Regions from separate parts of the Arachis hypogaea genome. Here region 2 is linked to region 1. Evidence: chromatin contacts called from public Hi-C data. All regions are on one chromosome and are shown on one strand. The core of a region is the stretch at or near the end of the contact, and the rest is flanking DNA. Distances in the headings are between cores, read along the strand shown.

Region 1 (4,363 bases), core at 729-3,228:
AGAGTTTGTTGGTATTTGGAAACTTTATAAAGGCGAGACTCTGTTGAATTCTTTTACAGCACACTTTCCTAGCCCGTTAAAATAAGTGAAAGTAAGAAGAGAATGAACAGAGTATTGAGGGAATTTAGAACTATATCTAGGCCTGACTCTGCTGGACTCTTTCATAGCACCCTTTTCTTTGATAAAACACTTGCCTCTGTACTTTGTAGTTGTTTGTACCTGATCTTGAAATTCGAACTCCTTGCAGTAGAAGCTTAGAAACTAGGACGTAGAAACAGTATAATTGAAGTTAAGGTATAACATGGTACTTCTGGCCACCAGAATGATTTCCATGACACTATGACAGTGAACATTACGTGGAAGCAAGTCGTCATTCATGATTGCATATGTTATGATAAGCAACTTCATCTCCATGATATTAACCATGTGATTACATAAACATAACCTTAATGTTACGAAGCCTAGGATGCTTAGATGGACGAGTAGTCACACAAGATTAGCTAGGATTAGGAAAGATTGCATCAGAGAGTGTCTTGCAGTGTCAACTATTGAAAAGGTGATAGAATCATATCTTACATGGTATGAATATATTCAGAGAAGGTATGTCATGTAATGAGGAAATTATTAAAAGAGATCTAAAAATAAATGGTTTAAACACTGATGATGATTATGATAGGGTATTGCAGTGTCGTTTGATCGATATAGCTGACTCCATTTAATAGAGCAAGACTTAGTTATTGTTACACGTTTTTGACAACTTTGTTAAAATTTGTTAATCTTGAGAATTTACCATTATGGTGAACACACCTAATCCATCATCTGGAAATGTAAATGGAAACCCTTTTCCCCACTTCCATACAGCTTGAACTGAAAATAGACACTACTGTGTTGGTAATTCTATAGTATGGTTTACACACAGATTTATAGGGCAATTTGCCGGGGTTTGATTCATATATCTAACCCCTCGTAGTGACACAAGGCTTTGTTGTTGTCATAGTAGTCATCGTCCTTGTGTAGTTACAGCTTTAATTTCTAGTTTGTATGTGTTTCCTCTTAGTGTGTTTTCTTTTACAAATATCAAGATTAACAACAACCATATTCAATTTCAGTTATCAAGTTGTTGAAAGCATGAGGTTGGGAATGAATCCGGAACTTGCTGCGAAAGATGCAATAGGGGGAGTAGCAAGAAAGTTTCCAGATTTTATGGGAGCCATTGTTGCTGTTAACAAAAAGGGGGAACACCGGAGCTTGCCATGGATGGACATTTCAATACTCAGTGAGGAGCCCTGCAATGAAAGATGTGCAAGTCTTTACTGTGCTACCCTGAAAGGTAGAACACTATTCAATAAATTAGCCTTACAAATGTTAAGGTTAGTTAGTAAATTGGGGACTCTAAAGTGTGAAATATCGGGAATGTTAGAGAATTTGGTGTTTTACTTAGATGTGGGACTATTATGCAAATATGCGATACGCCAGGAGCGAATTGCAAATAACTATTATAAAGTATAAAAATACTTGATTTTGAAGTTTACCACGTGTGTAATTTCGTAATTTCACACGTTTAATAGTAAGGAGGATAGCTGCAAATGTTCATTGTGAAGAAGCCACCATCAATTTCCCGCTGTAACTTCTCACAAGATAACATATTAGCTGAAACAGTTGTTTTCATGTGAAGTTCATAGTTGAGGGCCATTAAATGAAGTTGATAGATGAAAATCTTTACGAAGATCTTCATATTTAGCCAAACTTATCAAATTATTTAACAGTTTTCAACTTCAACTTCACATGAAGACAAATATACACGAGTTTTTACCAACATATTAATATCAATCATTAACTTGTGCATAAGCCATGAGACTTCGATTGAGAGGATCTTGCAAGTTTGAGGATAATTTGAGAGTAAACTAAACTAACCAGTAACCACCACAAGCTTTGAGTGGTGCATTGGACACTGATAGTGTAGGTCGGAAGGTTGTTGAGGCAGTGGCAGCCTGAGGGCGAAGCTGACGGAGACAATTAACAATTGGATACTTTGAAGAAACAAAAGTTTCTTTATAGATAATTCTTTTATGGATAATTTTGTTAATTTTTTATTTTTTTATGGATAAAAATAATAATTTATTCAAGTTGAAACCATAAAATGTACATATACTGTAGATTATTTGTAGTGTTATCGTTGGTATCAACTACTTAGTAGGAATAGATTGACACCATTAATCTCACGCTAAATATTGCAATATTTAAGGCTTTGCACTCCACTTTCAAAATCAATGTGCTTTAGTATTTTTATTACTTTAAATTAATTAATGTTTAATTTTAAATTATAATTTCATATATCTTAAATAATTTTAACCAATCTAGTCAAATTAAACTAAACAAATTTTATTAAAAAATTTTTAATAACCATTCATTATAGATAAAAACAATATATATATATATATAGTAATTAATTTAGTGTCTGATTTTTAGTATACATATAATATTTTTTTATATATTTTTATTTGTTTTGAAAAATATTTTTTATGAAAAATTTTCTGATTTTTGCATAACCTTTCATGCAAAATTATAAGAAAAGATTGAAAATTAAATTTTTTTAGCTAATAATCAGCTAACATGTTCCTTTTTCTATTTTTTTCTTTAATATTTACTTATTCATTACTTTATTGACTAATTGTTAGAAAAAATAGATGATTCTTTGACAAAATCGTAAAATTATATATTCCCTTGATAAAAAACAAAATCAATGAATTTTCCCCCCAACTATAAAATAAAATTGAACAAGTATGATGATTATTGATTAGGTATAACATATGAGCAGATGCTCCATAATTTGGATGCCAGACAATTGCAAGGAAAAATTGCTTAAAACTGTGTCATATGGCTGCTATCACCAACCACTTTTTGCCTTTGGATGAAAAAAAGTGCGTCTATATATTATTATAATCAATTATGTTGGATGTGAAAAAAAAAATAATTATCAAATTAATTATTTATAAAAAATATATAATAAAATATAAAATATACATTAAAAATAATTTAAATAATACATATATTCACATGCAATTATATAGTAGTTGATTTTCTGTATGCACATAGTATTTTTGTATTATGATTTAATTGTAACATTTGTCCTCAATATATTTGAATTTATTCAATTTGTAATTGATGAAATTAAAATAAATAAATTAATAAATAAATAGAATTAATCTAATCAAATGAATTAATAGTCCAATATTCATTTTTTTATGATTTACATAAAACAAAACATTTAAAAATATAATGGACTTCCATGAAGCTACCCCTATAAACCGCCATAATTTTCCACGAAGATATCTTTGTGAAGGGGCAGAATATATTAATAATCAGCTGAAAACTTGAGAGAAGTATCTGTTTTCTCCAATGAATCATGTTTTTTGTGTGTCACCCGAAGAATAATAATGAAAAATGAAATCTGCATGAAAAGAAATCAATCAAAATCAAATCTCTAAGAAAGTTCAATAGGTGCCTAAATCAAAAGACCAAATGAAAATGCAGAAAGATTATATCTGTATGTAAAATATGAAAGTAGTCAAAAACAAAGAAATTTAGAGCAACCATGTTTTCGGCGCAGCATGCATGTATTGCCATTAGTCTTCGGAAAAGTATAGGTAAACAATGAAAATACTAAACAATATGAACAATAGATATATCGGATGTTTATTTTACTAAGTGTGTGGATGGTTATTCTAATATTAAGATTTAGGTGGATAATTTGGAAGTATAATGTATTTTAATTTAATTGGTAATTATTCATTTTATTCAAAATAGTTATTGGTTACCTAGCATTATCCTCTGCTCCCAATCAAGAACTGAAGATCACAACCAAAAAGGAAAGCCTAAGAATGTGCTTCTATACTTCTTTTTGTCTTAGGCTGTACCAAACTGCAACCACTTCTTCGGAAACAGTGACAATTTTACATGACAAAGCGTCTTCTTTTATAATTTATGTAATATTCTTTTTTTTTTTTTATCAAATTAGAGGATTTTATTTATTTTTTATTGAAAAATTATAAAACATGTACATATATCAATTTTTTAATAGATCCAAAAAAATAAAGAGACAATTAATTTCGAGAGAGAGAGAGAGATTATAATGTTGTAGTTCTATTTGGTTTGAACTATACTGCAATATCTGCAATTATTACTAAAAATTTGATTAATATAATATAACCTAATACAAAGAATTAAAAAAGACAAAGACATCCTAAGAGTGGGCCAATTTAACTGAATTTCAAAAATTATCTAATAAATGAAGGATATTTGTGAAATCTTTTTAACCATATATATTCTTAAACAATGTAAAATTTCTTAAATCTAAGTATGA
Region 2 (4,363 bases), core at 632-3,131, 50 kb before region 1:
CTTGGCCCCCTTGGCCTAGGATTTTGCCTGCATCAAAGTTGTTGGTTGCCTTCCTTAGTTCCTCAATAGTGAAGACTTTGGCTATTTGGCTTGAGCTGCTATGTTTAGCTATATGTTCTTGCAACAACGAACCGCCATTTTGTTGAAAATACTGTTCTTTAAGGTTGATGAGCTTTTTTTTGTTCACTTTCCAATGCACATAAAAGCTTGCCACAACTAATGCTAAGATGCCTATGCTGATGCCTGGTCAATGCAAACCCACCAAAGTGAGTGGAAGTTTCCATGATTTCCAGAGAGTGTGTCATTTAGCTAAAGATTTAAGACTCAGAAACAGTTATTTTTATGTGAAGTTAATAATTAAAAATAGTTAAATAATAATTTAATTAAATTTATTAAATTAACTAACCATTTTTAAGTATGAAAAAACAACTGCATGTAAATTTCGATAGTACAAAAATTGTGTTTAAATGTACACTTACCCAAACATAATGAATAAATCAAAGTGATCTTTGTCCTATCACTGGGGTCGGGACTAGTACATCGAGTTCCGTTGTTTCTCCCGTCTCCTTCAAATCCCTCCGGACACAAACAATTGTAGCCGCCAGGTATGTTCTGGCATTTTGCTTCATGGAAGCAATCATTGGTTCCCCCGCATTCATCAACATCTAAAATATGAAAACTTGTCATCATCATCACCTATTCACTTAAGGGAGAAGAAACAACATACTCACGGTATTTATATTTGAACCAGAGAAATAATAATAATGAAAATGTATAAAAAAGAAACCTCTTGATTAATTAATATTATTTAATATTTTTCTTTAATTATTAAAATTATTTTTTTGATTCTCAGAGGTTTTAGAGTTTAGTCTGTTCGACGGCTGCTGCAGTGTGGGATGTTCAGCTAAAAAAAAATAAAGCGGTGAATAATAATACCTTGTTGACAACCATGAAGGAGGTAAGGGTTACCCTGAAATCCAGAGGGGCATTTGCAAACATAACCAGAACGCTTATCAGAATCGTGACACGTGCTGCTCTCTGCCTTACACGCAAAGCTGGAAGGATTCTTCATAGCTTCAATACACGTTTGGTTCCCTACACTCCAATCCAGAACCACCGGAAACTCAGTACTCTCCAGCTTCTTCAGGTGTGTCGTCTCAAATTCATAGCCACCTTCTTCCACCAAGAACGCATAACCACATGGGTTGAAGTCAATCACTTCACTGTTGTTAACGTTAACCACCCATGTGCGGGGCGGGGAATACTAATACGGCAGCAACCACTGCCGGTGCAGGACCCATTACTCGCATATTGGAGTTTGTTGCAGAAGGAGAAGCATGTTGTGGGATAAGGTCTCGGTTCTTCCGCTGAAAAATTGTTATACCCCACAACTAATCCAAGTGTGTTACAACCGATTGTGGTGAACGTGTTTCGGGTCCATGAGATGCTAAAGCTTCCTGATATAAAAAAGTAATCGATTTCAGTGTGGCTGAGTTTTCCCTGGACGATGCTATAGCAATCGCTAGCTACCGGCGACGGAACGCGGAGTTCGGCATCGTCCAGGGATATGCTTAGGAGAGTTAGGGCTCTATTGTTTGTTGGTAAGGGAAAGTATGGAACATTGTTGGTGCAATTTATGAGAAAATTGGTGTCAAGGGAGCAATCCATTGTGGTGCCAAACGGGAAGGGAATGCTGACGTGGCCGCATTTGGTAAGGCAATGTTTGGCGGGTTGAGTTGCTGCATCATTAGCATGAGCTGCTAAAAAGAAAATGAGGAAAAGGAGTTTCTTCTTTGATAAATGCTCAGCCATGGGGCGGTTTAGTTGAGTGTTTAGCATATGCTGCAAAAAAGTTAGTATAGCTACTAGTTGTACTACCATTCCTTGCATTACTCTGGAGTCTGGACATATCCATCAAAGTGTGTCAAAAACGGTAAAATCTCCGGATAAGTCGACTTCAGGTGAAATTGATATTAGAGAGCCGTTAGATGAAAATTTAGTCAAATCAGTTAAATCATTTAACAGCTCTCAGATATCAACTTCATGTGAAGTTGACTGCAACTGAGTTTCCACCGTAAAAAACAGAGATTATTAACTCATTCATAATAATTTAGTAATGCAAAATTTTTTGGTACTTATGATTTTTTTTTGTCTAAATTATCTAAAAATAGAGATAAAAAAAAGTAGAATTTATTTTTCTATTTTTAAAATTTATGTCTAAAATTTTTAGACACCATACAAAGGACCTTTAGTAATTTTCAATTGTTGAAAAAATATACAAATATTAAAAGTTAATTAAGGATTAGCTGAACTATTATTTTACATGAATTGTTATTAAGGTTATTATTAATAAAAAAAATTAATTCTTTTAAATATACAATAAGTACATATCATATTAGAAACTTAAATTTTCTGCTAAATTTTCAGGAGCCAATATTGTATAACTAATTTATAACCAATATTCAACACAGGAAAATAATAAAAACATTTTAAAATAAAAGCATCCAAAATTCAATTAAAAGAAACATTGGAACACATTCAACAAAAATTCATTTTTAATAGATTTTATATTAGATTTATTTGACAATTAGCTATAATATTGACTGAAATTGATTATTATAGTATTGATTTTTTGGTATTATTTAAATTTTATATACTTTTTATAAAAATCTTTTTAATTAGTAATTTTAATGTATATTTTTAAGGTATGCATTAGTTAAGTCTATATTTATATTAGCGTTAGAGAATCATTAAAAGAGTTTTGTTAAGATATGTTTTTAATATATATTATAATAAAATTATTAATTAAAAATTTATAAAAGAAATACAGAGTTTAAATTTTTAATATATTTGCTATATATTTTTTAAATTAAAAGATTTTAAAACTTTACTAATAATAATATTTTAGATTTAGCGTTAAAATTATTAATTTTAAGTTTCTCTAAAAAGATACAAAGTTTTATTTTCAATATGATTCTTACGTATTTATTAAAATAAAAAAGTTAAAAACTTCTAATGATAATAATTTTAAAAATACATATTAGTTAAATTCTAATAATTTTAATATGTTTCATTAAATGTTATTTTTAGCTAAATTTTAGTATAGTGACAAATTAAAAATAGTTTATCTATTAATGCTGGCAAATCAAACAATTTTTTTTTTTTACCAAAGATAGGAAATTCGAACCCGCAACCTCTTAATTGAGTATAGGGAAACTATGCCATTTGAGCTATTACTCATTGGCGGCAAATCAAACAGTTAGGAAGGCAATAATGACAAATTAAAACTTTTTTAAACTTTTCTCTTTGGTGACTAGTCAGTTGAGTTGGTCTAGTATTGCTTGCAAACAAAGCATTCCTTAATTTCTCCGTCCATAAATCACATTTTTATTTGAGAAAAAGAAAATTATAACAATGAGCTTTTGAAAAAAAAAATTACAAGAATATGATAAAGTAAATTGCACTTAACACACCAAATACATATTTCTGTTATACAGTAATTAATTAATAGTTGATTTTTTTTTATATATGTAACGTAATTATTTAACTAAAATGTATTCTAATGATATTAGTTAAAAAATAATAATGCTTTTTAAAATTTAAATATATTTAATATATTAAAAATATAAATATCTTATATTTCAATATAATTTTTCTCGTATGGTATTCTTAGCCTAAAAATTAAGATATTTATCAAATGTTGATAAAAAAAGAAAAAAGAAAAAAATTAATTCTCAGCTGATCGAATGTATTTTAAGAAGGAGCATTTCATTGATCTTGACATCTTATTGTCATTTGGTCAACGGCGAAACTTTCCACACGGCTTTAGCCCTTCTTCGAAACTTCCTTTTATTAAATGAGGAATGCTAGAGTAAAAAATAAAATAAAATTAAAGTTTAATATTCATGCATATTCGTTTCTTCTGCGAAAAGAAATAAATAGATCGTAACAGAGATGAGCCGAGAAGAGAAACATTTTATTAACCGAGAATCCCGTAAAATTTTGTTGTCATTTCTTGTATTTTGCAAATTTTTAATAAATATAAATTGATTTAATATCTAATAATTTGAGAGCAAAATCTATTTCTCTTTTAAATGAGTACTAATTTTTTGAAACGTGTATTAAATATCCTTTTTTAAAAATCGGGTACAGTCTGGTTCAGTTCAAGTATGTCTACGGGTAGGGTAGGGTATGAGTTTAGGGTGTATCCTATCTTACTCTACCCGTATTTCATATATAACACATATTTTATAAAAATTAGATATATAGCGAAGGAAGTGAGAGTTGAATCCACAACCCTCTCTCATGTAATGACTTATAATAAGTGAACAACCACTAAAACTAGTTAGTTAATTTAGTAATT

The links. A called contact is a pair of places that touch in the nucleus more often than the background predicts.
Region 2: a contact with region 1 is called in a Hi-C map of leaf, with 2.6 times the contacts expected there. The contact joins the promoter of LOC112765693 here to the enhancer-like site in region 1. A contact is called at or near these places in 4 of 8 Hi-C or Micro-C datasets (leaf and an unstated tissue).

What each region holds. Positions count from the first base shown.
Region 1 is chr17:124,249,781-124,254,143 of arahy.Tifrunner.gnm2.J5K5, reverse strand. It overlaps the pseudogene LOC112765894. Among protein-coding and RNA genes, the nearest start is that of LOC112766004, 13 kb to the left of the region's middle. Within about 2 kb of position 1,978, at least 1 of the 3 cell types and tissues checked has open chromatin away from gene starts, as enhancers often do.
Region 2 is chr17:124,299,710-124,304,072 of arahy.Tifrunner.gnm2.J5K5, reverse strand. LOC112765693 (wall-associated receptor kinase 3-like) reads right to left here and starts at 1,881. Exons shown (of 3, transcript XM_072222282.1): 1 at 937-1,881; 2 at 480-665; 3 at 1-243. The coding sequence starts at 1,072.